7 separate regions of the Mus musculus genome follow, and all the other regions are linked to region 6. The links are chromatin contacts, called in public HiCAR-type, HiChIP or PLAC-seq and promoter capture Hi-C maps. All regions are on one chromosome and are shown on one strand. The core of a region is the stretch at or near the end of the contact, and the rest is flanking DNA. Distances in the headings are between cores, read along the strand shown. Region 1 holds the start of Mier3 (MIER family member 3). Region 2 has its middle 93 kb from the start of Gpbp1. Region 3 has its middle 33 kb from the start of Ankrd55. Region 4 holds the start of Ankrd55 (ankyrin repeat domain 55). Region 5 holds the start of Gpbp1 (GC-rich promoter binding protein 1). Region 6 holds the start of Plk2 (polo like kinase 2). Region 7 holds the start of Map3k1 (mitogen-activated protein kinase kinase kinase 1).

Region 1 (3,903 bases), core at 258-2,757, 1.3 Mb after region 6:
TGTAAATAAGGGGCAGGCTGTTGGCTACCTGGCTGGAGCCGAGCTGCTGAGCAGTGCTTTCTGGCTTTATCAGAGGGTGTGGGTGCGCACTGCCCCTCACTAACCCTGGTCACTCTGCTCCATTTCAAGCCACAGGGTTTTTTGTTTTGTTTTGTTTTTTAACTTTTACAACTTTGAACGCCTCGTTGAAGATGGTAGGGACAACATGTGCCAAGCCTGTTTTTGAGTTATTTGATTGGACAAAAGTTTGTGATATCATTCACAGTAGGGGAAGTGTAATTTTCCATGTCTTTTGGATGTTTTGAAGTTGAGTGACTTTTTTCTTCTGTAAAATTTCCACGAATAAATAACTTTTACCCGTGTTTTTAGGTTGATTTTTTTTTTTTTTTTGCCTTGGTAATCCTCTTTAAAAGTAACCGTTGCTTCTTCCCATAACCCATCTCCATCCTCATCCAGTGAGGGAATTGGAGACCCTAGGCTCAAACCTGAACAGTGTAATTAAGGTTTAAAGTTATGAAAAGTTTTAGCATCTTAAAAATGCTTAAATTTATGAAGCTACAGTGCAAACCTCATTTTGCCATTAATATTTATTACAAGCTCCTGGCAGGCATCTGGGAGGAGAGCTCTGGTCTTCACGGACACTCTAAGCCCCTGTAAGGTCTTAGCACACCTTCCTGTTTGTATATTATCTTCTCATGGATCTGTTTTCATACACAGGATTATTTCTTGAAGCCTATGCAGAAACAGATACATCTGCTAAGTCTCTCTCTCTCTTCCATGTATCCACTTATCCAGGAGACCACATTTATTGTATGTATAATCTCAAACAATGTTGTTTTTATTTACCCCCGAGGTAGGTGTGAGAGGCAGTTTTTGCAATTTGGTTCAGGGTCTTTGACACTCTGCTTTTTAAAAGGTTTATCAAGTGTATATCTTCGGGTCATCTTCTAGACTATTTGTGATTAATAACTCCTAGAACTGGTCTTTAAAAAAAAAAAAGTGTACAGGCTATGAATGTCGCGCAAGCACGCTCATCATGTCTGGCTCCGTCTGTCAGTCTTTCTGCCTTCTGAATTGCCATCATCTTCCAGAGCCTGTCTGGCAAATGTCTACTTCCACAGTTCACTCCAAGCCACTGAACGCCGATGCGCATTCCATTCCTGCAGGTGCCTAGCCGTCCTGCTTCCTGTCCGGGTCTCTCTCCTCTTTTGCCCATCAGCGGCTCGCTCACTTGCCATCGCGTACTCTTCTCACTTCGGGAAAGTCCGTCGAGTCCTCCTCCGAGTCTCCCGCCACCCTCCTTCCTCCCCCGCCCCGGGCTCGCCCTCCCTCCCTCCCTCCCTCCCTCCGGCCCCCCCACCGCACCCACCGGCCGGTCCCCGCGCTCGCCCGCAGTTCAGCTGGAACTTTACTCCAGCCGGGGCAGAGCGCCGTGGGCGCGCGGGGCGGGCGCGTGCAGGAGCGGCGGCCGCGGGAGCGCCGGACGGCGTGGGTGTGCGAGCGGGCCGGGGGCGTCGCGGGCCGGCCTGCCCTATAAGGGGCCGAGCCGCCTCTGCCTCCGGGCGGGTGCCTGGCGGGCCGCGGCGGCGGCAGCGGCGGCGGCGGCTGCGATTGGCTCAGGCGCCCCATCCGGGGACTGGGCTCGGCGCTGCTCGTTCGCCCTAAAGGTACCAATATGGCGGAGGTGAGCGGAGAAACCGGGCAGCGGCGGCCGTGCTGGAGCGGGAGCCGGGCGGCCCTCCGAAGCCCCGCAGCCGGCCCGAGAGCCACGGCTCCTCCCGCGGGTCCTCGGAAGGCGGCGCGGCGGCGACGGGGGATGGGGGGCGCGGGGCGGCGGCGAGGCGCGGCGAGGCTGCCGGAGGGGCGGGAGCGGGCGCGGGAGCGGTCTCCCTTCGGGACTAGGCCGCGGCGGCTCCGACCCCGGCCGGGCCGGGCGGCGGGGCCGGGCGGCGGAGGGCGGCGGCGGCGAGCCTCGGGCCGGGGTAGCCTCCGGGCCGTGGCCGGGGCGGCTGACGCGGGCCGCCGTTCGCTCGGCGCCTCCTCCCGGGATCGGGGTGGGTGGAGAGCGGCCGATCCTCGGTCGGCGGCTGGAATGCAGCGCGGAGAGCGGGCTGCGCCACTGCCCCGCCGGAGTGAGCCGACCCGGCCCTCGGCAATCCGGCCGCCCGCCGCCTCTCCTGACCGGGGGCTCCGAGGCCAGCGGGAGCGGAGCGGGACTCTCTACCCCGAAGCCTGCGAGGTGCGGCGTCCCCGGGCGCAGAGACCGACCCACACCTCGACGCCCTCGCCCGCCGAGCGGCCCGAGAGTCTCTTTACCCCGGGCCGGACTTGGGGGGGGGGGCACCGGGCGACCCGGGCTGCCGGGCACCGGGCTCCCCTGGGACGGGCAAGCTGGGGGAGGGGGCGGCGTGATGGGAGCACCGGGGCTGGGCAGGAGCGAGCTGTGTGTGCTAGGGCCGAGCTGGCGGGCCGGGGACCGACCGCTCCCCCGGGGGAGGACCCGGCTGGTCCCAGACTCAGTGGTCGCGGCTCCTCCGACCTCAGCGGCTGGTGGGTGGGGGTGGGGAGGTGGGGGCGGGAGGGTGCTCCCGCGTTGGGTTGGGGACCAGTGTCAGGGTCGAGCTGGCCTACGCTTGGGGCAGTCGACAAACCCTGGAGTTGGGGCGCCCGCGCACTCCAAGGGCAGGCTGTGTGTGTGTGTCTCAGAGGGTGAGACCCTCCTAGGGGACGGGGTTGCGTTTCGAGGAGTTGCTCTAGGGCCAGCGGAGAGCTGGGTGAGCTGCTGTAGTCGGGGGACTCGTGAGATGCCCGGGATGAAGGATTGATGCTGCGAGCCGGGTAAGCTCTGGCTTCGGCTTCCCGGCTTTGTAACTTGCCGAGCTCTAAACGGTGTCTCGGAGTTGCCCGTTTCAACTCCAGCCCTCGTCCGGAGTCTGCGAGTTTGTACACTGGGGACTTGGGGAGGAAGGCGAGGCAGCCAAGAGGGGGCCCGAAAGGGGCCGGGAGCGATTGGAGCGAAGCTACGTCTTGCACTTTTTGGCAGCTGCCTGGGAGCGCTCGGCTCCGCCCCCTCTGCGCCCTGTTGCCTGCGCTGCCTCCTTTTCCTTGCTACAGGATTCAACCTCACAGTTTTCTTTTCTCTCTCTCACTCTCCCAGGCTTCCTTTGGAAGTTCGAGCCCAGGTTTGTTCAATTTTCTTACCTCTTCCGGGGGTCGGGGGTCGGGGGGGTTGTCCCAGAGGGAGATAGGATTGGCTGGTAAAAGGATTCTCTGTACAACCACAGAAATGTACCCTGCTATATTTTTTCATCATTTGGATCTTAAAGAATTCCAATGTAGTTTTACGTTGTTAGAGAGGAGGGAATAGTTGTGCTCAGTGCACGGTGGAAAAAGTACCCCAGAAACCTTATTACAAAGTCTTTTATTCTCACATAACTTTTTTTATTGTTTGACTCTAAGCTGGAAATAATGAATCCCAAATCAACCTTCTACAAATTAACAGCTTGTTTTATTTTTATTTATTAAAAATAAATTGTCCTTTTAACTTGTCAGAACTTGGGGCAACTTGGATTATTAGCTTTTAACTCCATTTTTCTTTACTATGGCTCTCAAGTGTCTGTTATATTTAAACTGAAAATTGGGTTAGGTAAAGCTACCTTAATAATAAAGGAAAAAAGCAATGTGTGTCTTCCTGGTTTTGCACAGAGACGTATTAATATGGTTAGCTTACCTAGTACAGAAGCCAGAAAATATATTGAGGATCCAATAAAAGGAGTCCACGGAATCTGCGCGGGTGTGCCTACATGGGAGGGAGGTTGTAGTCTTTCTCTCTCTCTCCTTATCTGCTAAACTGTTTTAGGTTCTCAAACTTTCTCTAGCTGCCTTGTCCCACTTGTTCCAGAA
Region 2 (3,967 bases), core at 1,099-3,598, 1.0 Mb after region 6:
CTAGGCTTGCTATAACAAAGCACCCTAGACTGGGTGGCTTAAAGAGCAGGAAGGTAGCCTCACACTTTTGAGACTAAAGGGCTAAGACCAAGGTCTTAGCAAGGTTAATTCCTTCTGAGACTTTGTGAATCGGTCCTGTCTCTCTTCTGGATTCTGGTGGTTTTCTACCCATTGCTATTGACCCCCCGGGCTATCACCTTGAAATCCACATTTGTATCCATATACTGCCCTCCCCACGGGCATGGCCTATGACCACATTTCCCTTTCCATCCGCACACTGTGCAGCATGCACACACACAAACACACAAACCTCACTCGATTAGAGGTAAGCAGCCAGTGTTGGTAGATCTCTTCAGCCAGGTTCCAGAGAGAGGATCCATTCCTCTGTCTGAGCCTCTGAAGGAGGATTCCACAAGCCAAAGGGTGGAAAAGCGAGCTCACCTCCTAACCCCTTCCAACTCCTGATCCCGTCCACCTCCCCTCACCCCCTCACCCCCCCACCCCACCCCCCACCCCCAACTCCCATGCCATTCTAACCCTGGATGAATCCAGGCTCTTTTCAGCTCCCACCAGAATCACTTCAATTCAGTTTAAAATCAGGGAAACTACACCACAGGTTCTCAGCCTGTGGGTTGTGACCTCTTAGGACTTGACAGACCCTCTCACAGGAGAAGCCTAAGACCATCGGGGAAACACATTATATGATGCATAACAGTAACAAAATTACAGTTATAAAGTAGCAGTGAAAATAATTTTGTGGTTATGAGGTCACCACAACATGAGAAATATATTAAAGGTTGAGAACCGCCGAACTACAGGGCTTTTCTTCAGACGTGCCAGCTCTCTGCTCCAGAAAATTCTGATTTGACCCAATTTGGACTCACTATCCCAAAAATCATACCTACTCCAATAGAAGGAAAAGCTTGTGGTCAGCTCAGGGGTAGCCTAAGAAAAGCCAGTGGACACTTTTTCTGGGACACATGGGGCCCTCAAAAAGGTCAGGCCTTAAAAGGACAAAATCCTTTGTAACTGAGGGTGAAAATCAGCTCTGGAACACTGGGGCTTTGACACACGCACACTGGCTTTCGGGTACCTGCTCCCTATAGCAAAAGCTGCTACATTTACAACCCAATTCATGAAGGCTAAGCTTCCCACTTAAGGCGGCAGGTGTTTATTGGCAAATAAAATACCCAGCATCCACCTGAAACTGTCCCATATGTCCTTTGCGGGTATTAAGCCATTAAAATCCGGTAGCTGGTGAGATGGCTCAGAGGTTAAAAGCACTGACTGCTCCTTCCAGGGGTCCTGAGTTCAATTCCCAGCAACCACATGGTGGCTCACAGCCATCTGTAATGGGATCCGAAGCTCTCTTCTGGTGTGTCTGATGGCAGCTAGCATGTACTCATATAAATAAATAAACCTTTTAAAAATCAAATATTTAAATATTTGAAATCCACACAGCCGCTTGAAGCAGGTACAAGTATTCCCTCATTTTAGCAAGGAACATGGTGCACAAAGGCCAAGCAGCCCCCCTGAGCACACCCAACCTGTGAGTGCTGGAGCCTAGGTCTGAACTTTTGACATTAATAGTCTAGGTGCTGAACTGCTGCAATGGAGGACTAATGTAACTTTTAAGGAGTTGACAGAGCAAAACGTAGACGGAAATAACCGGAAGCTACAGCTGAACCGGAACCTGCTTGACTGTGCCACAGTAGCTGCATTTGAGAATGCGCTTTCTCCCACTCAACAAGCCTAGCCAGAGAATAAACAAAACTGTGTCCCCTGCCAGCCCTGCAGCATAGTGTGAACCGAAAAGGGGAGGCAGGGTGGGAGTGGGGAGTGGGGGTGGGGAAGGTGTGCCTGCTCCTATCAGGACAGCAATCTCTGGAGCTGCAGGCTGGGCTGTAATGTCCCCTAAGAGTCTTCCCTCTTTGCTTGCTCTTCCGTAAATGCAAATTCTAAAATGGCAAACAAACAAAAACCTGGCCCAGTTTCTACTTAAGAGTGTGATTTCCACCTGTGGGAAGAAGAGTGCTGCCTAAGCCTCCCACACTTCCGTGCGCAGCTGTCACAGACCTTGACAGCCTCACCTCAGAGCCGGGAGGATGCTGGGACTGGCTTCTTTGTTTTTGAGTCAGTTCTTAACTCTTGGGAAGAGAGTTGACCATCATCCCCTTGGAAAGCACTCAGAAGCCCTCCCCCTCTTTAAACCAATCTGGACTACAGCATCTGTCAGTTTCACCCCCAAGGTTACTGCTGCTCTGCAAATGCAGGGGTCAGAGTGACTACAGCTGCGCACTAAGTTAAGCTTAACAGCCTTGTTTACTCTAGCAGGTTCCTGGTAAACAGTGCTGGGGCTGGAGAGGCTTGTCCTGTTTACATTAGCATGACAGATCCTAGTTGGGGGTCCCAGAGCAGGGCAGAGGCTGTGCTCCCCCCAGTGCCAGCTGTTTGAAGAGCCTGTGTTTTGAAGAATGGTGTTTATGTAAGGAACCACTGTTGATGTGATCTCTCTATCAACTGTGAGCTTGTGACGTAGATGGACGTTGTTCTATTTCAGGACCTGCCAGGCCCCCCCGAAAGAAGAGAATCATCACTGTGTGCAAAGACTAGAAGTCCCCCACAGGTCACCCTCCATACACAGTGTGACCTTCATGAGTTTCAGGCTTTGTGTCAGCACTTCTTGACGTCAGCACTATTAGCATTTGGACAGGATAATTGTAGAAGCTGTCCAGTGCATTGTTCAGCTTCCTGCAGCATCCCAACCCTTCATGTCCTTTGTTACTTCTCCAAAATGGGGGGAGAGGGCGGTGCAGGGGAGGTTAATGTGTGTATGTCGGGTGTGTGTGTGTGTGTGTGTGTGTGTGTGTGTGTGTGTTTTGAAAGTATAGTATCAGCATGTGATTCTTATAGTTGATTTATAAGGAAAGGAACCTGACTGTGAAAATCAAACCTCGATTAAGACCAAAGGAGATGATCACCAAAGACTGATCCATCCAGAAAGTTGTACAGAGACCCTGTTGTAGGTTTTGTCAGAGGAGAAGTGAGATGTTGGTACTCTGTGCCACCCACCTCCCCAGATCAGCTCCACTTCCAGGGGCTCCTCCCACAGCCTGTCTCTTAAGAGTTATACCACCAAGAAACAGTCTAGTATCCCTGAACAGCTAATGTACTGTTATCATTTAAGCAATTGATCCTCACTCCCAGAACTGGAGTCCAAAATGCAATCCAGTCATAAGAGTAAGAAAATAAAAAAGTAGTGTGCACCGCCCGACTCAATAAACTTATGTTGTAATGGATCAAAAAGAATGCTAACCAAAAAAAAATTACTGCCCTGTATTCTAGAGGGATCTATGAGATGAAATCGAAGCAAAACAAAGTCTTTGCCTGAAGGAGAAGAGGGCTCAGGAAAAATTTGAAGTGGGTCTGGATTGTTGAAAATGGCAGGAAGGAATACTAGCTACTTCAGGCAGAAGTGAAATACAGCGAGACCTGGAGCAAAGATATCCATAGTGGGCGTCAGACTGACAGGACAAGGAGATCGGTGAAGGACACCAGAAGTGAAGGACACCAGAACATGAGCTTCTAGTTATGAGCCCTCAATAATGCTGCACTCTCTCAATGCAGAAACAATGCATAGATGGTTGTCATAACCCCAAGTTATAACAACACCGACAGATAGATAGACAGATAGATAGATAGATAGATAGATAGATAGATAGATAGATAGATAGAGGATGGATGGATGGATGGATGGATGGATGGATAGATGATAGATAGATAGATAGATAGATAGATAGATAGATAGATAGATAGAATGGAAAAGCAGGTGGGACTGTTAGAGTGACAGGGAGATGAAATGTGAATTAGCGTTCGCTACTTCCAAGTTGTAAGCACTCTGCCCATCCCTCCATCCAGCATCAAATGGGCTGAAACTAAGAGGAAAGGAGTGGGAAGAAAGCCATTG
Region 3 (4,099 bases), core at 3-2,502, 1.9 Mb after region 6:
CTCTCCTTTTCCATACCTTCAGAACCTCTGCTAATGCTTTATGCTTAACACAATTAACTGCGCAACTTAATAGGCTGCACTGAGGCATTTGCGTACAGGCATGTGTCATGCCGTAGTTTGTCACTTTCCCTTCTTGGCCTCCCCTCCCCCATCCTCTCTCCCCTCCTTCTTCCTGCACGGTCCCAATTCTATTTCCGGACACCGATATCTGTTTGGATGCTTTTTAAACTCAAGGGCTTCAAGGGTCACTCACTCCCAGAGTCCATGTGTGATAGAACCAGACTTCTTGCAGAGAGTGTGGGCGGGGCCTAGGCAACTTGGATGGACTTCCTTGAGGTCACACAGCCAGGGAGTAAGAGCCTGAGATACAGTCATCAGCTCACCCTACCCACCAAGCACTCGGCATCTACTAGGCACCGCTCTGCTCCCCGGAAACTCATCACTCTTTGAGGCATGCTTGGCTGCTCCTGAGGCTGCTTCCCCATGCCCCTCTTCTGGATGCTTTCCGTTCCCAGCCCCGCAGTCTAACCCTGAGACCTCCAAGGCCACTCACAGCATTCCTGAAGACTTAGAAGAGGGGCTTTTGTGTGCAGCTTTCCCCCCACCCCCCTCCGGGACCCTGGAATGCATCTTCACGGGGCTTGCTGATTTACAGCCCTGCTGTCTTTCAAAGAATTCACTGGTCTGGGTTGAGTCAACAGATGTAAGAAAAGGCTTGTTAAAGGTTCTGTCACTGGAACCAGTTGTCGCTTGCACTAGCAGGATGCTTTCTTTAACCCTGGGCCTGGCTCAGGCCTCTGAAAATGAGCCATGGTACTCAGCATCCGTGTAGGAGACTCCAAAACTCCCTGTGATGCGAGCCATAAGCACATTGTGTGCCCTAGCCAACCTTGTTACTACAATATTCTTTATCAAGTCTTGACATTTACTTACCATCCTGAACTGACTCTATTTATTTTGAGGGTCACGTTGGCCTGTTTTCTAATTCCACAGTAGCTACTCTATTTGCCCACTGAAAACAGTTGCTATAACCTGTCCGAGCCTACCAACCATTCTGAAAAGATTCATCCGTTCATTTGTTCATTGGCCCATTGTCTCAATGATCGCCACCACACTATAGAGTTAAGAACCCACTAATAGGTGAGTAAAACTGGCTGGTGCCTGAGGGACACTACCCTCACCCCTGCTCTGGGCCAAGCTACTCTCTCCCCAGCTCACAGGAGTGCTGGTGACTCACAACTGAGTCTGCCTTGGGAATTGGTCTTGGCCAAAGGGAACTCTGTCCCTGGGGAAATGTCTCTTCTTGGGACAGCCGGCCTCCAGGGACTGATTGATGTTGAAGTACAGAAGCTTGGGCCTCTCCCTCAATGAACTCATGCTGTCCCCTGAAGCATTGCTTAAACTCTTGGGATCTAGGTGTCAGCCAAGGCCCTGTCGCAGCTACACCACAGTCCAGCTCCCCGCTCTGCCACGCCCCGCTGCCCCGACTCCCTTGGCTGCAGTTCCCCCAGGAACAATCCTGCTCCATGTCAGCCTTCTGCGCACAAATCCCTCGCTCAGATCTAGTTCTGCTCCCAGTGAACTTGTTCTAAGACACCTGCCATGGTGAAGTGTGCATACCAGAAGAGAGAGGAAAATAAACAAAGTGAGTAATCACGGTATGTGAAAAGTGACAGGCTGTGGGAAACACTAGAGCAGGGGCAGGGAGTTTCAAATAAGAATGAAAGCTGGCGCGCGCGCGCGCGCGCAATGGTCTCATGTAGCCCAGCCTGGCCTCAAACTTATTATGTAGCCAAGGGTGACTTTGAACTTGTGTTCCTTCTGTCTCTACTTCCTGAGTACCGGGATTACAGATTCATCCTCCCCAGCCCCACCCAATGGAAATCGAATCCAGGGTCTCAGACATGCTCGGCAGAAACCCTACCAGGTGAGCGGCAGCCTTAGCACTTGGCATTCTTTTGCCATAGAGTGGTCAGAGTAGCCTTCTCTGAGACATTTGAGCAGATTTGAAGTTAGCAAATTGGATTGGCAGAAAGCTCTCAATCCAAAACTGTTACTGGCACAGTTCTCCTCCAGAGAAACATAAACAGCAGTGTGTGCATGTGTGCAGGGGTGTGTGTGTGTGTGTGCAAGCCTGAACATCATCAGCTTGAAACTCGAGTTGCCACAGTCCTGGGGCAGACTTTCTTCTTCTCAGGGAACATCAGTCCTTGCCCGTTGGGCTTCCGTTGCTGAGATGACCACACTGTGGAGAGAAATCTATTTTATTTAAAGTCTACTAATTGTGGGTGTTCGGCACATCCGATAAGAGCAACATCTGGGGTTGCATTAGATCAAATTGCTGGGTATGCTGGTCTCGACAATTTCACTAGAAAACTAACTCTCCTCAGCTGAGTCCTGCCACTTTCCACATTCACCATCCTCCTGGTCCATCTGCTGCCCTGCCTTCCTTACAGTCTGTCTTCCGCATCACTAGATCACACCAAGGCAGGAAGACACTTGCCTTTTCTGTTCTCCATTGCCTCTTTAATGCCTGGAATGTGCTGGTTCATATGAGGTTCCCAGTGATAATTTATGAGCAAATAGTGAATGAATTTTAACCTCCCATTTAAAAAGAAAGAAAGGAAGAAAGGAAGAAAGGAAGAAAGGAAGAAAGGAAGAAAGGAAGAAAGGAAGAAAGAAAGAAAGAAAGAAAGGAAGGAAGGAAGGAAGGAAGGAAGGAAGAAAGAAAGAAAGAAAGAAAGAAAGAAAGAAAGAAAGAAAGAAGGGAAGAAAGAAAGAAAGAGAGAGAAAAAAAAAAGAAATAAACTCTTTCCAAAATGTATGGATTGGGAGATTTCTCAAACGTGAAAAGGGACTCAACACTGAAAACCAATAATAATACAAGGTCTGCCTCCAAGGTGCTATTGGAAAGGGGAGCAAGAATCGGATTTTCTGACCAGGAGATGTAGAACTTGAGGACCATTTCCTAAATTCAGATCAGCTGGTGATACAGGAACAAGGGAGGGCAAGATTAGATGGAGAAGCAACGTCAGATGGTAAGAGATGAGCCCTGTGGAGACAAGATCTCTCACTTGGACCTGAAGCTCCGAGAAGGCTAGCCTGTAAGCCCCAGAGAGCCATCTGTCCCTGCCTCCCTGGTGCTAGAGTTACAAATCTCGTCCACTGAATCCAGATTCCAGCCTCCCCCCACCCACCCTCCATCCACCATGGAGCTGGGCATCAAATTCAGGTCTCCGGAACAAGTACCTCACCAAGCAGCTGGCTTTATAGGCCCAGATCGACTTTTGATGTAGAATGTAGCTTGTCAGTTTTCACAGACTCCTTTGTTTTCCTCAATATGTGCAAAGTGCTTTCTTTCCAGTTTGAGTACCTCAGAGAGAAAAATAATCATAAAAATTAAAACTCGAAGAGATAAGATGGTAGCTAATGCCAAAGAGGAGAATAGCCCTAGGTAGGTAAAATGAAAAGTGCCAAAATAGCCCTAAACATTATGCCACAGTAAATATTGTCAGAGATTTAAACAACAACAACAACAACAACAAAAGAACCCCACAAGCAAACAAACAAACAAACAAGAAGAGACAAAATATTTGCAAGCTATACTTCTGCCAAGAGCTTAGCATGAAGAATGCACAAGAAACTTTTTTTAAAAAATCAAAAACAGGAAATATAAAAACAAGCAACCTAATGAGAAAAGAGGGTAAGGATAGGCATTTCTTAAAAGAATGTACATGCCAGACTTGGTGGCACATGCCTTTAATCCCAGCACTTGGGAGGCAAAGGCAGGTGAATTTCTGAGTTCGAGGCCAGCCTGGTCTACAGAGTGAGTTCCAGGGCAACCAGGGCTACACAGAGAAACCCTGTCTCGAAAAACAAACAAACAAACAAAAAAGAATGTACACAAATTATAAACCACTGCGTGAAAAAGTTCACTATCACTCGTCGTCAGGAAATAACAAACAAAACCAGCGATATCAGTAAAAAATAGCCCTTATGAAAATGATAAATGTAACAAAGAGAGGTGTGGAAGAAAGAGAAGTTGTGTATACTGTGGGTGGGAATGTCAATAAGACACTGTGCAAAGCAGTGTGGTGGC
Region 4 (4,041 bases), core at 951-3,450, 1.9 Mb after region 6:
ACAGAAATCTACTAACTGGAGAGATAATATTTTGAGAGTCCTCTGTGTTAATTTCTTGAAGCTGCTGTAAGAAAATTATCACAAACTTGGTGGCTTCCAATAACCAACCAAAACTTACTATTTCACAGTCTGGAAATCCAAAGTTGAAAATCAAGGTGCTGCCAGAACCCAGCTCCCCCTCTAGGCTTTAGGAGACAATGGGTTCCTAAGTTCTTCCTGCTTTGGTGGCATAAGTGACAAATGACAGGAGGTTGTGTTGTTCCATGTTCTCCCCCACCCCCTTACCTCTGCATGTTCCTCTGAACAATAGAAACCACTGAGACACATTTCAAAGAGAGCTCCTTTATGTCGTTAGAGCTGAACAGACTCAGTTTGCCATCAAGGTCATGTTCATGGGTTCTGGGGCTTAAGGCGTGTATATCTTTTCAGGAGTCATTCTACAAACCACTGAGCCCACCCTGGTTCCATATAGCAGTGGGTTTGGAAACACTCCAGGCAACAGGCTAGAGTATCAGAAGGCTGACTTCAGCAGTTGTTCTTCTCCCAGTCCTGCTGTCCTACACCACCTAGCTCATCTGTCAACAATGTGTTGTATTTCTCCTCTGTATGCATGATGTGTGTGTTTGCTTGTGGGGTATATATATGTGTGGTATATATATATGTGTGGGTGACCATTTCAGCATACACATGTAGGGACCACAGTTGACATGAGTGTCTTTCTTGATTGCTCACCCTTTATATATTAAGGCACAGTCCCTCCATCAGATCCAGAGCTCACTGCTAGTCTAGCCATCCAGCTTGCTCCTGAAATCCTGTCTCCACCTCCCCAGCACTGAGATGACAGTCAAACTGCCACATCCTGGACTCTAAAAATGCTAAAGCAACAACTTGATCCACTGAGTTATCTCTCCAGCCTCTGCTTGTATTTTTAAATCAAATACTGCAGAGTATTTTGAAAGGAAGGAGCCCAAGTGGAAAAGAATAGCGATGAATAACATTGTTGGGTAAATAATAGTACTGCTGAGTCATAATAACAGTCCTGCTGAGTCATACTAACAGTCCTGCTGAGTCATAGTAACAGTACTGCTGAGTCATGGTTCTGTGAGGTGAATAACAGTGCTTGTGAGTGAGTGATATTACTAGTGAGTGGTAGCATTGTCATAGAGATGTGAGGCCCTTTTTTATGAAAAATAAATGACAGGCAAGTAGAAAATATGTGTCAAAAGATAAAAGAGAACTGCCTACAAAAGAACACAGAACATAGACTAGACCATTCTATATCAAAACAAATGTAAAGACTAAGAGTGTAGTTCAGTAGTTGACCACTTATCTAGTATATAATGTTTGGGTTTAATCTCTGTACTACAAAAAAAAAGTATTAATATAGCCATACGCAGAGGAAAAAAAGAAAACATTTCCAGCACTATGTCTAAAATCAAATATCTGTTAGTTAAAAAGAAAAGGGAGTTGCCATGATCAGTGACATACAAAAAGCCAGGTGCTATCACTCACCACCCAGGCTCTTGGAGGACAGATAGGAGAATCCTGGCTTCCTGCCAGCCAACCTAGGCACCCGGACAAGGCCTGGGTGTCAGGGAGAGACTCTCTCTGGAAAAAACAAGGAAGGTGATCCTGAAAAGAGATTCCTGATGGACCTGTGACATATACACGCTCAGGTGTGCACACATATAGATATAAAGCCAAAACCACAAAGGAAATGTCTTCATTTTGTAAAAACACAAACGAACTAGACAGATGTCTTCCCCTAGCAATAGACAGTACCACCGTATGCAAATAAGAGCAAGATTTCCCCCTCAGGTTTTTAACCCTAGAGGATGAATTTATTTGACTGCTTCTCGAAGCAGTATGGCTGGTGACTTGTCAGGCTTCATGCAGAATGCAGTAAGGCACAGCCTTGTGACTGCAGGCTGTTTGATTTAGTCTGCACAGATATTTGAACCTTGACCTTCAACCTTTCACTGCCCACCCTCAAAGTCTCTCTGACAGGAGGAGGTCACTGCAGGGAGCCTGAACCTCCCCCCATCCCCCCACCCCCAGCAGCAGTGCATAACTACTCAGCAGGGCACGTGGACTGCAGCCTCCTGCTACAATATTTACATCCTATTCCACTGAGATGGCCCGTCTCTGCTCACATGACCCAAATGCAGTTCTCACTCCACCAAGAACAAACAGCCAGCACGCAGTCTGCGCTGGCGGCTTTGCACATGCTCCGTCTGGCCCTGTGAATCTCACTCACTCATTGAGGTTTCTATTGGTTTAAAGCGACCTTCCAGTCGCCTCAGCCGAAGCTCTGAGATCTGCAGCATTTTCCTGGCCCAGATCCAAGGCAGGCACCCCCGTGAAGGCTGTCTTATTTTAGGGTTTGGGATGTTTTGTCTGTCTGCTTGGGGGAAGGGTATATAATACTCACACGTCAGTGTTGATGGTGAATGGGATTCTGAGAGTAACACTTCCTCCCCTGCAGAAAGAGTGTTTTTTATGTCTTTGCAAAGGTAGCCTTGAAGGCGCCCGGCAGATCTAACACACACTTAATTCTACAACGGGAGCTGACGCCAACGATGCTGAAGCTGACTGACGTTGGCTGCAGTGTGTGAAATGGTGTTTTCTCCTCTCCAGAGCCCTGACTGGGTTTTTTTTGCCGTTCTGATGGTAAACGATGAGACAGGCTACCATGGATTTCAGCACCTCTTCTGTGTTTGATCAGCACAAAGGTAACACGATGTTTTACCACTCCAATGGCGAAGAGATTTCCAGTTTGTAAGGAGAAGAGGAAAGGTGTGTGTGTGTGAGTGTGTGTGTGTGTGTGTGTGTGTGTGTGTGTGTGTGTGTGTGTGTGTGTGTGTGAAAACAAACCTGGTAAGGACTTGATAAGCTTTTAGGAAAAGAAAAGAAAAAAAAAGCTTACGGGCTTTCTGTCTTGCGGATGTATTCCTAGTCCTACTCTTTGGTTTGAGACATATCAGCTACTTTAGATAGTATCATCTTTATGTCATGTCATAAAGTATGTTAGAGAAAGCAATATCAGAATGCATACCGGGCCTCTTTCAGCCCGTAAATCTCATATTTCGTCACTTCAGCCATCACGAGGCACTGTGGATTCCCCTCCAAGAGAGACCTGACCCACAGACGGGTCCTGCTGATGCCACACCTCGTTCAAGACCGTGCAGTGACTTAATACTGTATTATTTAATTGCAATGGCAGAGTGGGTTTTTTCCCCCTACCCTTCATTTGCATACAGAAAGTCATCCTTCCACGGGCCAAGTAGGCTGTGAGATTCATTGCCATCATCAGACTCACAGCCTGTCAGTCTGTGTGAGTGTGGCTTTGCATGTGCTGTGTGCCTCCACACATGTATTTGTCATCTGTGTAATTAGACCATTTTTTCTATGTACGATGGAGGGGAATTCCCACACTTTAAATACAGCAGACCTTCCCAGAGCCTTTTAATGAAACGTACGGCATCTAACCCACTCGCCGCACTAGGATTCTGCAGCTTCTCAGAGCTTGGTTAGTTTCTTTCTTTCAGCTACACTATGAAATGGTGGCTTGCGGAAGCCTCATTAGCAATAGCCATTTCTTCTTTCTTTTTCCCAATTATCGATGCTTCAAGGCAAGGTCACCTCCTCTAGATCTGGCTTCGTGGCATGGGTAAATGATGTTTGCTCAATGGATTTCTCAAATAATAACATAGATTTAGATTCCTGAGGCAGATAGAGTCTTCTCCAATTCTTGCTCAGAGAGGGGGTAAAGAGGGAGAGAGAGAGAGAGAGAGAGAGAGAGAGAGAGAGAGAGAGAGAGAGAGAGAGATCGATCTTGAGAACATCTTGATTCACACTGAGTCTGTAGACAGGCACCACAGGAAGGGGGCTTACTGTAGTTCCCCCACCACCACCTCCTCTCCTCCCTGTACGTTTTGTTCCACTGATGGCAATCAGCAGAAGTGAGAGCTCTGCTTAGAATCAAGCTGCTTGTGCTGGTTAGAGAAGAGTGTTGCCAAGCCGCAGAATCACAGAGAAACA
Region 5 (4,187 bases), core at 525-3,024, 1.1 Mb after region 6:
TACGCCAAATTCAACCACCTGTAAAAGTTGTATTAGGAAAAAACAAAAACAAAAAACTTAAGTCAGTTTTTATTTTCAAATCAAAATTAACCCCCATTTGGAAAAAAATTTAACCTCTGGGGAAAAAATTTTTCCCACACAGCCGTAAAAAGAGAGCTGGGGAAAAAGTCTTTTCCTAGCCCTCGATGAAGTCTACTGAATGAAGGGAGTTAGAAAACTGTGGGCGACGATATCACTGAAGAGTTCCGATTTGAACTGGGAACTGGGTGCAGGTAGTACCCTGGAGGTTGCAAGCGCCCAACTTAAAAACTTTGAGCAAATATTCAAACTACGAAAGTGGCCCACGGTCTCAGCAGTGCTCTTCCCCGATTCTCTCCCATGTGCCAAAGGAAAACAAATGGACAGGTGGTGCTGCCACGGAGCGTCGGGGAACCCGACTCCGAGAGTGAGAGGCGGAAAGGAGCGTGACGCTCCTTCCAAAACGCAATCTCGGAGGACGGAGCAGCTGGATTGTCCCCACTACGGCTTAGTAGGAAGGCCGGCGGGCAGGCCGGCGGGCGGGAGGGGAGCGTGGCAAGGCGAGCGTGGCAGGGCGAGTGGCTACGGTTCGCCCGGGGGCTGACTCCCAAGCCCGGGAGAGCAGCGCTCGGCTCCAGGTGCTCGGCCCCATTCCCTTGAAATTAAGCAAACAGGTTTCGGCCAAAACTCCAGGGGTGGGAGGTGCGGGACGCGACCCGTCCACCCCGTTAAGGACCGTGCTCTCCCCGGGAAAATAAACAGGTCCCGTCGGACTCGGGAGCCGACGCGACTTCGGAGCGCTCGCCTTGGGCGAGCAGCCACCACCACCACCGCAACTGCCACGGAGCCCGGCGCGGCGGGGAGGGCGAAGCGCCGCCGAGCACACGGCGGAAGTCCACGGCTCCGCACGCCGCGACTCCAGTCCCCGGTCCCCCGGTTCCCCGGTTCCCGGGGCCGCCTTGCTGGTGGTGGCCCAGGAAGGCGCGCGTGCCGGGGCCTGGGGTCTTAGCCCGACGCCGCGGGCGCCCCGGCCGTTCCCGGCCTTCGCCGCCGAGCACCACCCCCCCCCACCACGGCCGCCGAGGCCCGCCGCCCACCTCGCCCCACGGCCGCCGCCGCCGCCTCCGCTCCGCCGGGCTGAGTCAACGCCGGCCGGGGGGAGGGAGGGAGGGAGGGAGGACGGGCGGGCGCCCCGCGCCTCACGCCTCACGCCGCCCCCCGGCCGCCCGCACCCTCACGCCTCGCGCCACCAACGCCGCTCCCGACCCCTCAAGCCCCAACGCCGACACGGGCAACCCCTCCCCCGGTCCCCGAGACTCCCGTCCGGGGCCCAGGGGACTGTGTTACCTTCTGCCCCACCAGAGGTGCCCCTGGCCTGGGGGTGCCGCTGCGCTCGATCCCGGGAGGAGGTTTTCGGTACTTTGAATAATCCCCTTTTGCCGCTTTTCCCTCCCCCACAACCAGTCTCAGTCCCAAAATGGCGCCGACCCGATCCGCAATGTTCTGGGCCAAGTCTCGCGAGATCGTGGAAGGTGGCGAGGGAGGGGGGACGCAGCGGAGAGGTTGAGAAGTAAGAGGAGGGAGGCGGGGCGAGGGGAAAAGAGGAGGAAGAAAGGGTGCGGAAGCCGCGGTGCAAACGAACCCACTGGGCGGAGCCGGAGGAGGAGGGCCTCCACCACAGAACCTTCTGGCCCAAGTAGCAGCTCACGCCCCAGGTCAGGGAAGCTCCGCCCTCTACGTCGGCGCCTGGGGGAGAGGAAGGGGCGGGGCTAGACCGGGGGCGGGGCTTTGAGGAGGACCCGGAGGCTGGGCCTGGCGCGGGGGAAGGGCGGGGGCGGGGCGGGGGGCGGGGCGGGGAGGCGGAGTCTCGGCGCGGTGACGTCAGGAGCAGCTGGAGCCGGGGATTACCCCCTGCTGCTGACGTGAGGACGGTGAACAATCCGGAACGTTCGGTGGAAGGGGGAATTCCCGTCCGTTCCCTGAGGAGCGCCTCTGTGCAGCCGCGGGCCCTCCCCGAGCTCGGGAACGGTGGGGTGGAGAGGACGAGCGCAGGCGGTCCGGACGGGCAGGCGGGCTCGCAGGGCGTGCGGCGCTTCTGAGTCTGCCCGGCAGCGCCGCGCAACCCGGAACGGCCGGCGGCGGGCGCCGTTCGTTCGGCTCCGCCTGAAGCCCGCCGTGGCTCGCAGGCCGCTCGGCGCGGGCCCTGAGCGCTCCGTGGGCGGAGCCGGCCCTGCCTGAGTGATTGGGCGCCGCAGTCGCGCGCCACGCGGAGCGTGCGGGACGTTAACACGCGGAAGCCGGGTTAGGGAGGCGCGCGAGGCTCGGCTGCAGCCACCGTTCCCCCGGAGTGCGAAGGGCTGCCAGAGAGCATCGCGCTAGTAATTCCTATTTCTAATAACTCCAAAGGAGATGGATTATTTCATCAGCGTTGTCCTGGGTATCCGCATAGCACAAACGATTATTTAAAAAAAAAAAGTTACGGTATTCACTTTCTCTACATATAGCCAAAGGTTCACTCTGGAAAGGTTGGAGATTTAATTCTAAAAGGAAAAAAGTAGAAGAAATGAGGGAGAAGCGTCCTAAAGAGGGAAAATCACCGGAGCGTCATTTCCCAGAAACTTTTTATATGCATTATAGGGTTTGTAGTTTAGTGCGTTACCCCTATAAGTTCGCCGAATGTAAACTCGCCTTAATTTGTACCTCAATCTTTACCCATCTTGCCCCCTAGGTACAAAGGGAAAAAGGGCTTAAAACTAAAGGATGCTTTTTTCAATCGTGCCAATGTCTAAGATGTGTTTTCCTCACTTTTTACATAAGCTGGTTTCATATTTTAGAAATGATCCAGTTACTCCCTGGACCTTGACTACTCAACCTACCCGGTTTAAACTTCCGTTTGTTTTAGGTGGGTTTGAATATGGGTCGAGTGGGGACGGGAGAGGCAAGGATTCGTGTTGCTTTCTCTAAAGAGCTATGTAGAGAACCTTGAACGCCCGATCCTTTTGCCTCTGCTTTACAAACTCTGGGGTCACAACCATGCCCCACCCCGCCCAGCTCTGTTTTAAGTCTTAATCCAAACTCTTTCCACTACACGAGACCTGAATCCATAAAATTAACGTATATTGAAAAAGAACTTGGGTTGCTTTTGAATTTAGCTCGGATCTCAGCTATGTAACCCAAGCTGGCCTGGAGTTCTCCTTATCCCTTCAAAGACACACCACCTGGTTTCTATTTCTAAGAATTGATATCAAACTAGGCAGAACAGGAAGAGGAGGGAATGCATGGGGACATGAGAAGAAAAAGGGTACCTTTCACCAAGAGTCAGGCATTAAATAAGATGAACAGCACCTGCTTTAGAGAAAACTATTCCAAGAAAGTTAAAATATCCTGGAGTCGTGCCTTACATCTATAATCCCAGCATTCTCTGAGTTCAGATTAACCTCGAGGACATAGCAAAATTCCAGGATAGTCAGGGCTACAAATGAGACCCCGCCTCAGATTTAAAGAATGTTAAAATAGCAATGAACTGTGAATAGGTAAGAACATGTAACCTTCAATATGGTCTTACTCCTTTCCCAGATATTTTCTAGAAATTTGAAAGAAGAAACAGAAAACATCCTAACTTCTCTTACAACCCTAGTGATTTAGGGTTTGACTTTGGTGGGAGAGGGGTTCGAGGCAGGGTTTCTCCGTGTAACCTTGGCTGTCCTGGAACTCACCCTGTAGACCAAACTGGCATCCAACTCAAGAGATCTTCCTCTGCCTCCCCTAGTGCTGGGATTAAAGTTGAGCACCACCTGGCTGGTTTAACCTTTTCAACTGTTAACTGCCCAGTATACCTGGAGAACCACCCTGTGATCTTACTTAAGTTCTGTAACAAGCTTTCAAACTTAACTTCAAAGCACATCAAAATCTTAAATATTTTGATACTGTAAAGACAATGAAATGTGCCGGACTTGGAAAAGCCCACAGCCTTGCTCCTGGGTGTGGTGGTCTTTCACTGAGCCCCTCGTTTTACCCACTGGAGTGAGCAAATAATCTACGCTTTAAAAAGCAATCTCTAAGTCTACTCTAACTCCGCTTCACACCGGCTTCTCCTGGAATTCTTTCTGTAGTGAAGTCAAAGGTCCCACATTACCTGAAAACAGTTACTCAGGCTGTTGAGTTCTGCA
Region 6 (3,895 bases), core at 802-3,301:
AATGTCTTCTTAACTACTAAGACTGGACTTACCTATGCTTGATAGTGGCCTGGAGGAAAAACCATTTGCCCTTATTAATTTGGAATTCTGCATGTCACTCTTTCCCTGTTGGCAAGGACTGAGCACTGATATTTTATTAAAGGCCTGTATAATCTTTGGAACACAGAACTCCAATGTGAAGTGACCGCTTACGTACTGTGTTAACCGAGACAATAGGACGGGCATGGAGTTCGCAAAACTTCGTGGTTCTATGAAAAATGTATTGATAATAGCTATTTAAATCGTCTAGGACCCCGTTTCTTCACCTGTAAGATGGGAAAGATGTAGACTAGGCTATGTCCCTTCAAAACAGGTCCACAGGTAGCTAGACTATGTCACCCTCAATGTAACCGCTGAGTCGGGATAAGTTTGAATTGAATTAAAAGATAGGTAGACACAGAAAGCCTGAAAGTGGCACACCACTTTTTTGTAAGGAAAAAGAAAAAAAATCACATTTATTAAAAGAAGTCTCAAGTTCTAAGTCTCCAGAACCAGACAAAAAGAACGATTCTAAGTAACAAACTTATCAGTGAAAAACATAAACTCTTCCCTATTTACTCCCTTGTTCCCGACTGCCTTTTGTTTCCTGTCTTTTCCCACACTCTTGTTTTGGCTTCTGATAGCATTCAAACCTCAATTCTAAGCCACTTTGGAGGGTACTCTTTTTGTTGTGAATGGAGAAACTTGTGGTTCTGCAGTTTATCTGCCCAGCCCGAGGAACCACAGTGATAATTTGAAAGGGTAGAAGGAAAATGATTTTCCCTCCCCTAATATGGCAGACTTTTTCATTCAGGATTGTATTAAGATGATATAGACAGGGCCGGGCAGTAGTGGCGCACACCTTTAGTCCCAGCACTTGGGAGGCAGAGGCAGGCGGATTTCTGAGTTCAAGGCCAACCTGGTCTACAGAGTGAATTCCAGGACAGCCAGGGCTACACAGAGAAAAGAGAAACCCTGCCCCCCCCCCCAAAAAAAATGTATACAGCATTTCAAAATAGCTACCAGCGGTTAATACGGAACCATACGCGCTGGAACAAGGAAGAAGGAAAGTCTCTGAGATGGTACAACTGAACAGTAAAATCTGTAAAAACTGAACAGCCGCCTTTATTCTCCACTATACCCCACTGTGGGACCTTAGATTGACTCTGTGTACCAGGGCGGTGACATTGCTTAGTGACATTAGATCCACGCAATCTGAATCACCTAGTTGGAACAAAAAGTTATAGATGACTTCAATTGTAGAATTATAATTGGCAACAGAACACTTTTAGCGTTACTGTGGAAGCCAGCCCATATTGTTGCTAAGGAACCTCGGCCCACTTAGACCGTTAATCGTTTTTCTGAAAAAATCCACAGGATGGCGATCTTGCTTAGACTTGTTGCGTACCAAACCTTCTCCAGTCGTCAAGCCCTCGCTCCACTCCAAGGTTAAGAGCCTGGCCTCTGACAGGGGTCACTTATCAGGCGATGGGAAGAGGCTGCAGGGAGCTCAGATACTCCCACGCCACAGCAGGTCACCCGGATCTGCGACCCGGATTGTGCCTGGTTCCCTAGCTGCTCTGGCTCTGCCTGGTGCCCGGTTCCGCAAGGCCGGCCACTGAGCCTCCCGCCTGCGGTGGCGGCGGAGGTCCCCAAGCGCTCCGGGTCTCCGGGTGCCACCCCGCGGGGCTCGCTGGATGACAGGGTGTGGGGCTGCACACAGTCAGGAGGGCGGTGCCAACCCTGCGGCTCCCCCGGGCTGCTACCCCGCATCCCCGCTCCTCCAGGACCCAGACAGGGCGTCCGCCCTTGGGTTTCTGTTTCCCACGTCCAAAGTCAGGGCACGCGACGAACTGGGGGCACTTGGCGTACCGCCGCCTTCAGGCCAGGTCGAAGCCCACGACATCCAGGCGGCCACCCCGCACCTATCCACAGCGCGGACTCCGGGGCCGGTGGGTGGAGCGCTCGCCGTGACGTCACGAGGCCCCGCCCCAGCCAGCCGGCGCGTATTTAAAGCTTCGCTGCTCGCTCTTGCTCGCACAAGCGAAGCAGGACGTCAGACTAGAGAGTAGGGAGAGAGACTGGTGCTCGAGGGACAGGGCTAGCCCGGACGCTTGTCCGCGCCTCGGAGGTGGCAAGTAGGCAGTGTCGGGTGGCGAGGCAACGATGGAGCTCCTGCGGACTATCACCTACCAGCCGGCCGCCGGCACCAAGATGTGCGAGCAGGCTCTGGGCAAAGCTTGCGGCGGGGACTCAAAGAAGAAGCGACCGCAGCAGCCTTCTGAAGATGGGCAGCCCCAAGCCCAGGTGACCCCGGCGGCCCCGCACCACCATCACCACCATTCCCACTCGGGACCCGAGATCTCGCGGATTATAGTCGACCCCACGACGGGGAAGCGCTACTGCCGGGGCAAAGTGCTGGGCAAGGTGAGGAGCGGCGGACGTCAGGCTGCCGGGCGGGAGGGCGGGCTGCCCGGGCAAGCTGAGCGAGCAGGGACCCAGCGCCCGCACTTCTCGCTCCTTCAGCTGTCTGGTTCCCCGAACGATCGACGTGGGTTCCTCTCCTGCCCTCCTGGGCTTCTGTGCGCCGACAGCGCTGGGGTTCGGATTTGCATCCTTAGCCTGTTTTTCTCCCGAGTCTAAGAAGGAGGACTGAAGGCATTCTACCTTGGCCTTGGGCTCTCACTATCTGATCCCCAGGGAGCTAGCCTGTCAAATTTCTTCAGAGGGCATTTTCCTCCCTTTCCCCCTTCCACTCCCTTCTCCATAGAGTTCTTTGTAAAGGGGAAACGAGAAAACTGGACTGGTTTCTAGGAATGTGCTGCCCTTCCTGAAAAACCATTATACAAAGCAGATTGTACTGCTCTGCCCACCCTCTGTTCCTCAAATTTTGCTTCCCGTTCCCATTTACGTATTCATTTATTTTAAACGTTGGCCCTTCATTTTTTTTTTTTTTCCTTTTTTCTGTCCTGCTCAATTCCATCTCGGCTTTGTTTCCTCGCAGGGTGGATTTGCAAAGTGTTACGAAATGACAGATCTGACAAACAACAAAGTCTACGCTGCAAAAATTATTCCTCACAGCAGAGTAGCTAAACCTCATCAGAGGGAAAAGGTGGGTATGACTGTCGACTAAAGTATTTTCTTTGTGTGCAGGGATGGCCCTACCCTGTTAGAAAAAAAATGTCTTCTGCATGTGTAAGCACTGCCTTTCCAGACACGACGAGAGACTAATAAGCCTTCTCTTGCTTTTTTTATTTTTCCTTAGATCGACAAAGAAATCGAGCTTCACAGACTACTGCACCATAAGCATGTCGTGCAGTTTTACCACTACTTTGAAGACAAAGAAAACATTTACATTCTCTTGGAATACTGCAGTAGAAGGGTAAGTGTTGACTCCTGGGTCAGCGAGCTTGCCGACAGGAAGCCGGAGTGGTGTTTGGATTACATTTTATCAGCGGTTTTAGCCGTGACAGTTAATTAGTCTCCCACCATATGAGACTGCGTCGTCAGTCCAGCAAAGGGATGCCCGATCTAGGTAACTTTATTTGACAAATTCTCCTCTCTCCCCTTCTCTTCCTAGTCCATGGCTCACATCTTGAAAGCAAGAAAGGTGTTGACAGAGCCAGAAGTCCGATACTACCTCAGGCAGATTGTGTCAGGACTCAAGTATCTTCACGAACAAGAAATCTTGCACAGGGATCTCAAGCTAGGTAAGGCTTCTCCTGCAGCGACGGGGGTGGGGGTGGGGTGGGGGTGGGGGGGTGGGGGCTAGAGAGTGGGAGGTTTTCCAGTGTTGTGAATCTAGCTTTTTGAATGGGTGCCTTCACTGGAGGGTGCTGATCTCCAAGTGTGAACCTTTCCAAGGGAGTTCATGTTT
Region 7 (3,727 bases), core at 580-3,079, 1.4 Mb after region 6:
TCTGTAGTTGATCTGTAGTAAGAGTTGCCACCTAAGAATTATTCTGGTTAGTTTTAATCTAATCTGCACAGAAACAGGAAACCCTAGAGGAAGATACGTGTACAAGTGCACACAGGGCACACACACAGAAAAGCTGCATCGGGGCTGCTTACTGCCTACCTTCCTCCCAATCCTGCCACAGCCAGGGGTCAACACACTTTTTACTACTGGGCTTGGGGGTTGGGAGGAGGGAAAACGACCTCCAAGTAATAAACGGACCGTGATTTTAAACAATCCAGAGCACAAAAGGGGGTCAAATTACTTAGATAACTAACCGAAACCAAGGATTCCTACTGTCAGATTCGACACACAATAAAACACTCTCCACCCACAGTAAACGTCAAGAAATTCTACGGGGGGCCACAGGGTGACGATGACGAAAACATATCCAGCAACTTCACACATCCATCAAGATTTTATGCTTTTGTGTATTTTCATCAGATTTTTTTTTTAAGTATCATATACTTAAAAGAATTTCCTCTAACAGAAAACTTTCCAGTAGCCAAAACAGGGCGAGGCCAAAGAGCCGTTGGTGTAAACTATCTTACGCACATCCTACTTCTGGTGCACCGGAAGACCCCTGCGAGCAAAGCGGCAGCCCCGCACCGTCCCTGTCCCCGCCACGCAGCGGGGCTGCGGGGCGCAGTCCCCACAGCTTTGAAGCTGAATGGCTGACACATCCGGTCCTGGATCCCACAGCATTCCGCCAAAAGCTAACTTCAAAGCCGGATTCAAACTCCCAGCACCGGGCGCTCTAGCCCCCGAGGTGCGGGAGGAATTCCCAAGGACACGCAGCGAGGGCAGCCACGGAGTCCCCGCAGACCCGGCCGCCCCGCGAGCCCGCAGCGTCCGCCTGCGTCGCTTTGACAGGCGCCCCCCCCCCCCGCAGTCCCCGGAATCCCCCGGCCGCCCGGGGCGCGCCGCCGGAGCCCGGCCCGGTACCTGCCCGCGGGCGCGCGTCCCCGTGGGGCCGAGGGGCTCTAGGCTGTCACAGCGCGCAGACCCACCGCCGTCACCTTCGCGCTCCGAGCCCCCCAAACTCACTTCGCGCCGCGGGGGCTCTCAGGACCCGGCCCGGGGAGCCCCGCACCTTCGCGGCTTCCACGCCTGTCACATGTCCGCAAACAATAACAAACTCTCCCGCACGTTCCCGTCCCGTCCCCACGCCGTCCCGGGCGCCGCCCGACCTTCAGGGCTCGGGGACGCGGGCTCCCCCCCCACCCCCAACGAGCGGAGCCCCGGGAGCAGCGCGCCCCGCTCGCTTCATTCATTGCCCGCCCGGCCCCGGCCCGCCGCTCACCCGGAGGGGGCCGCTGCAGAGGGCGGCTCGGCCCCCGCGGGGCTCCGGGCGCCGCTGTCCCGCGCGGCCGCCAGCTCGGCAGAGTGGGAGCCGCAGCGACTCGCCGCTCCCGGGGGTGGCGGTCCCGCCGCGGGCTGGAAGCGACTCGCTCCTGCAGCCGCGTCCGCGGGCTCCGGCGACGGGGAAGTAGATGGGCAGGGCGGCGAGGCGGCGGCGAGGAAGAGCGGCTGCTCCGGCAGCTGGTCCAGCTCCACACTCCGCACTTTGCGCAGCTGCCGCCGCCGCCAGTCCGCGCGCTCGCGGCCCGCGCTGCCAGGCTCCCGCAGCAGCCCCGCCGCGCCCGCTGCGGGCGCGCCGCTTCCCTGGAGAGCTCCTCCTCCTCCGCCGCCGCCGCCCGCCTCGGGACTCGCCGCCGCGGCGCCCGGGAATCCCGACGACGAGGCGCGATCGCCCGCCGCCGCCGCCATTTTCTCTCGCGGGCTACATTCGCTCGTGCCTGCGGGGGAGGGAGGGGGCGGGGAGAGCGCGGGGGGCGGGCGGAGCGGCGGGCGGGTGGGCGGGCGCGCGCTGCTGCCGAGGGCGCGGGCGCGGGCGCGAGCGGGGCCGCGCCTCCCGGCCGGGGCCCGGGAGCGCGGAGCGGCGGGCGGGCGCGCGGCGCAGGTGGGAGGGCAGGGGCAATGCGGGGAACCGGGCGCCGGGCGTTGTGCGCTGCAACCAGGCCGCCGCCAGGTAGTGCGAGACCGGGCGGGGCAGCGGCTCGGCGGGAGCTCGCCCACCCTTGAGCAAGCAGTAATCCGAGCGTGAGTCCCTGGTTCTGGAAGGGGACGCAAGCCGGAGGACTCACGGTCTGTCACTTCACGCGTTTAGTAGCGGTTGCTGGGGGGGCCCCCGCGCGCACCGGCCCGGCCCGCGCCCGAAGCGCAGGTGGCGCCCCGGGACTGTCGCCTGCCGCAGACGGGCGGACGCGAAGCCTTCTCTTAGGAAAGCAGACCTCTTGTCCCGCCCTCGTGTCACAAATAACACTACTTAAGATTTCTTGCGCTACCTTGTGCACCTCTGAAGCTGCTGGTTTGGGACACCCTCCCCCCCACTCCCCCGGCTACGCAGAGGGACCAACCCGGGTACTCTGCCAGAGGTTACTCCCCCGTCTTGGAAAGGCAGGCTCCAACCGAAAGCGGGAGAGCACGTCTGGGGAAGGAGCCAGCGCTATGCCAGGAAGCGCTGGATCATGCCATCTTCTACCAGGTCTCTCCCCACCCCCAACAGATGCTCCCAGCTGCACGTCCCTCTTCCTGGCAGTCAGGTGACAGGCCGGTTCCCGGGTCCCCCACCTCCCTCCCGCCGCCGCTCCCTGGTTGCCCTGTGCGGCGTCCCTCGCCTTTCTCCTGCCCCAGAGTCTAGAAAATGTGCTGGAGATAGAAAAGCAGTATACGTATATGGGATTTCCCCCCTTCGACCCTTTTTCAACGGGATAAAGCTGCCTTGTCGTCCCTATCTCACCCGCCTCTGCCACTTTTTTTTCCCCTAGCCACTTTGTCTAGAATAGACAATCTCTCAGAACCCAGGATTTCTAGATTTATTTTGTGAAACATTAAGACATGAGGCGTGGGGGGAGGGGTAAGAAGGGTTTTCATCTTACAGAGAAAGGAAAGATCTCTCCAGCATTTAGACAAAAGCCTGAACTAGCTCAAAATAATTCATTTAACCTCTCCAAAGTAGATCAAATGAAGCCCTCCTTAGGTGTGTAATGTCAGCCAGAGAGCAAGGTGAGGCAAAAGGGATTTTTAAAAAGGGATCCTGACTTCAGCTTGAGCTCGGTGTTATACTTACTGCTATAACATCTGGCACGCTACAGTTCTCAATGGTTACATTAAAAGGTACACGTTTTGAAAGTTTAGATTAGTCTGTTCAAGATTTAGGTCTACATTTAGGCTATAATTATATGCTCTTTTAATGGTAGACAAGCATAACATCCAAACCAAACAGTAGTTATTTCCCAGGTCTTCCTAGATTGCCACACCCACCAAATCCTAAATTGAAAAGGATTAGCTTTTCTGGTTTCTACTGAGATCTAAAATAAACTTTAAATTGGCGCACTCGTACTTAGGTACCTGTGAGAAAAGCCACTGCGGACCCTCAGCCTTTGTTTCCATCTTTGGACCAGGTTTGGAAGTTTGGCCTGAATAGCAAAGTAAAAAAGAAAAAGAAAAAGAAAAAGAAAAAAGAAAAAAGAAAAAAGGAACTCCGGCAAAAGGTGACTTTTGTCTCTTTATTTGTACAGTGTTTGAACTGTTTGAAGATGAGGGTGGGCATCAAATGAAGCACAAATTGACTAACTGCAGTTCTCTGGCCTCCATAGGCCACATCAGTCTATGAAGACTATGAAGA

What was found. Promoter capture Hi-C pulls out the DNA fragments that hold promoters and counts their contacts. HiCAR-type assays count read pairs that join an accessible place to other places. HiChIP or PLAC-seq counts read pairs in DNA pulled down with a chosen protein or histone mark. Capture Hi-C pulls out chosen DNA fragments and counts their contacts.
Region 1: a HiCAR-type map of astrocytes shows a contact between it and region 6, with 6 times the contacts expected there. The contact joins the promoter of Mier3 here to the promoter of Plk2 in region 6. A contact is called at or near these places in 5 of 39 promoter capture datasets (the C10 cell line, embryonic stem cells, liver and 1 more), 4 of 484 Hi-C or Micro-C datasets (CD4 T cells, cortical neurons, embryonic stem cells and 1 more), 10 of 115 datasets of contacts at active chromatin or transcription factors (astrocytes, cardiomyocytes, embryonic forebrain and 7 more) and 2 of 9 other capture datasets (adipose tissue and liver).
Region 2: a contact with region 6 is called in an H3K4me3 HiChIP or PLAC-seq map of pro-B cells, with 10 times the contacts expected there. The contact joins the enhancer-like site here to the promoter of Plk2 in region 6. A contact is called at or near these places in 22 of 39 promoter capture datasets (the 3T3-L1 cell line, 3T3-L1-derived adipocytes, the C10 cell line and 15 more), 2 of 15 datasets of contacts at CTCF or cohesin (the NIH/3T3 cell line and large pre-B cells), 62 of 484 Hi-C or Micro-C datasets (3T3-L1-derived adipocytes, the BV-2 cell line, CD8 T cells and 40 more), 34 of 115 datasets of contacts at active chromatin or transcription factors (CD4 single positive thymocytes, SST interneurons, bone marrow-derived macrophages and 20 more) and 3 of 9 other capture datasets (adipose tissue, embryonic stem cells and pancreatic islet).
Region 3: a contact with region 6 is called in an HNF4G HiChIP or PLAC-seq map of pancreatic cancer cells. The contact joins the enhancer-like site here to the promoter of Plk2 in region 6. A contact is called at or near these places in 1 of 15 datasets of contacts at CTCF or cohesin (embryonic stem cells), 15 of 484 Hi-C or Micro-C datasets (the AML12 cell line, B cells, the Ba/F3 cell line and 11 more), 2 of 115 datasets of contacts at active chromatin or transcription factors (pancreatic cancer cells and stem cell-derived neural progenitor cells) and 3 of 9 other capture datasets (adipose tissue, embryonic stem cells and liver).
Region 4: a HiCAR-type map of astrocytes shows a contact between it and region 6, with 4 times the contacts expected there. The contact joins the promoter of Ankrd55 here to the promoter of Plk2 in region 6. A contact is called at or near these places in 7 of 39 promoter capture datasets (3T3-L1-derived adipocytes, the C10 cell line, hippocampal neurons and 2 more), 1 of 484 Hi-C or Micro-C datasets (nephron progenitors) and 1 of 115 datasets of contacts at active chromatin or transcription factors (astrocytes).
Region 5: a promoter capture Hi-C map of adipose tissue shows a contact between it and region 6, with 2.2 times the contacts expected there. The contact joins the promoter of Gpbp1 here to the promoter of Plk2 in region 6. A contact is called at or near these places in 13 of 39 promoter capture datasets (the 3T3-L1 cell line, 3T3-L1-derived adipocytes, the SN4741 cell line and 9 more), 9 of 484 Hi-C or Micro-C datasets (CD4 T cells, Sertoli cells, bone marrow-derived macrophages and 4 more), 11 of 115 datasets of contacts at active chromatin or transcription factors (astrocytes, differentiating embryonic stem cells, embryonic forebrain and 5 more) and 1 of 9 other capture datasets (adipose tissue).
Region 7: a contact with region 6 is called in a promoter capture Hi-C map of pre-B cells, with 5 times the contacts expected there. The contact joins the promoter of Map3k1 here to the promoter of Plk2 in region 6. A contact is called at or near these places in 3 of 39 promoter capture datasets (hippocampal neurons, liver and pre-B cells), 1 of 484 Hi-C or Micro-C datasets (embryonic stem cells) and 2 of 115 datasets of contacts at active chromatin or transcription factors (astrocytes and thymic regulatory T cells).

The regions. Positions count from the first base shown.
Region 1 is chr13:111,684,671-111,688,573 of GRCm38.p6, forward strand. It overlaps Mier3 (MIER family member 3), which reads left to right and starts at 1,508. Exons shown (of 13, transcript NM_172593.3): 1 at 1,508-1,684; 2 at 3,158-3,182. The coding sequence starts at 1,676.
Region 2 is chr13:111,395,418-111,399,384 of GRCm38.p6, forward strand. No RefSeq gene overlaps it. Among named protein-coding and RNA genes, the nearest start is that of Gpbp1, 93 kb to the right of the region's middle. Within about 2 kb of position 2,349, at least 41 of the 459 cell types and tissues checked have an H3K27ac peak or open chromatin away from gene starts, as enhancers often do. A contact at or near this core is called in CD4 single positive thymocytes, double positive thymocytes, forebrain and 5 more, where this site is marked.
Region 3 is chr13:112,252,904-112,257,002 of GRCm38.p6, forward strand. No RefSeq gene overlaps it. Among named protein-coding and RNA genes, the nearest start is that of Ankrd55, 33 kb to the right of the region's middle. Within about 2 kb of position 1,253, at least 33 of the 459 cell types and tissues checked have an H3K27ac peak or open chromatin away from gene starts, as enhancers often do. A contact at or near this core is called in pancreatic cancer cells, where this site is marked.
Region 4 is chr13:112,286,251-112,290,291 of GRCm38.p6, forward strand. Ankrd55 (ankyrin repeat domain 55) reads left to right here and starts at 2,201. Exons shown (of 11, transcript NM_029898.3): 1 at 2,201-2,732. The coding sequence starts at 2,678.
Region 5 is chr13:111,488,353-111,492,539 of GRCm38.p6, forward strand. It overlaps Gpbp1 (GC-rich promoter binding protein 1), which reads right to left and starts at 1,775. Exons shown (of 13, transcript NM_028487.5): 1 at 1,366-1,775; 2 at 1-18.
Region 6 is chr13:110,392,993-110,396,887 of GRCm38.p6, forward strand. Plk2 (polo like kinase 2) reads left to right here and starts at 2,052. Exons shown (of 14, transcript NM_152804.2): 1 at 2,052-2,445; 2 at 3,023-3,130; 3 at 3,284-3,400; 4 at 3,599-3,728. The coding sequence starts at 2,185.
Region 7 is chr13:111,807,164-111,810,890 of GRCm38.p6, forward strand. It overlaps Map3k1 (mitogen-activated protein kinase kinase kinase 1), which reads right to left and starts at 1,830. Exons shown (of 20, transcript NM_011945.3): 1 at 1,340-1,830. The coding sequence starts at 1,806. Gm15327 (a long non-coding RNA gene) reads left to right here and starts at 1,975. Exons shown (of 3, transcript XR_382912.2): 1 at 1,975-2,584; 2 at 3,504-3,593; 3 at 3,699-3,727.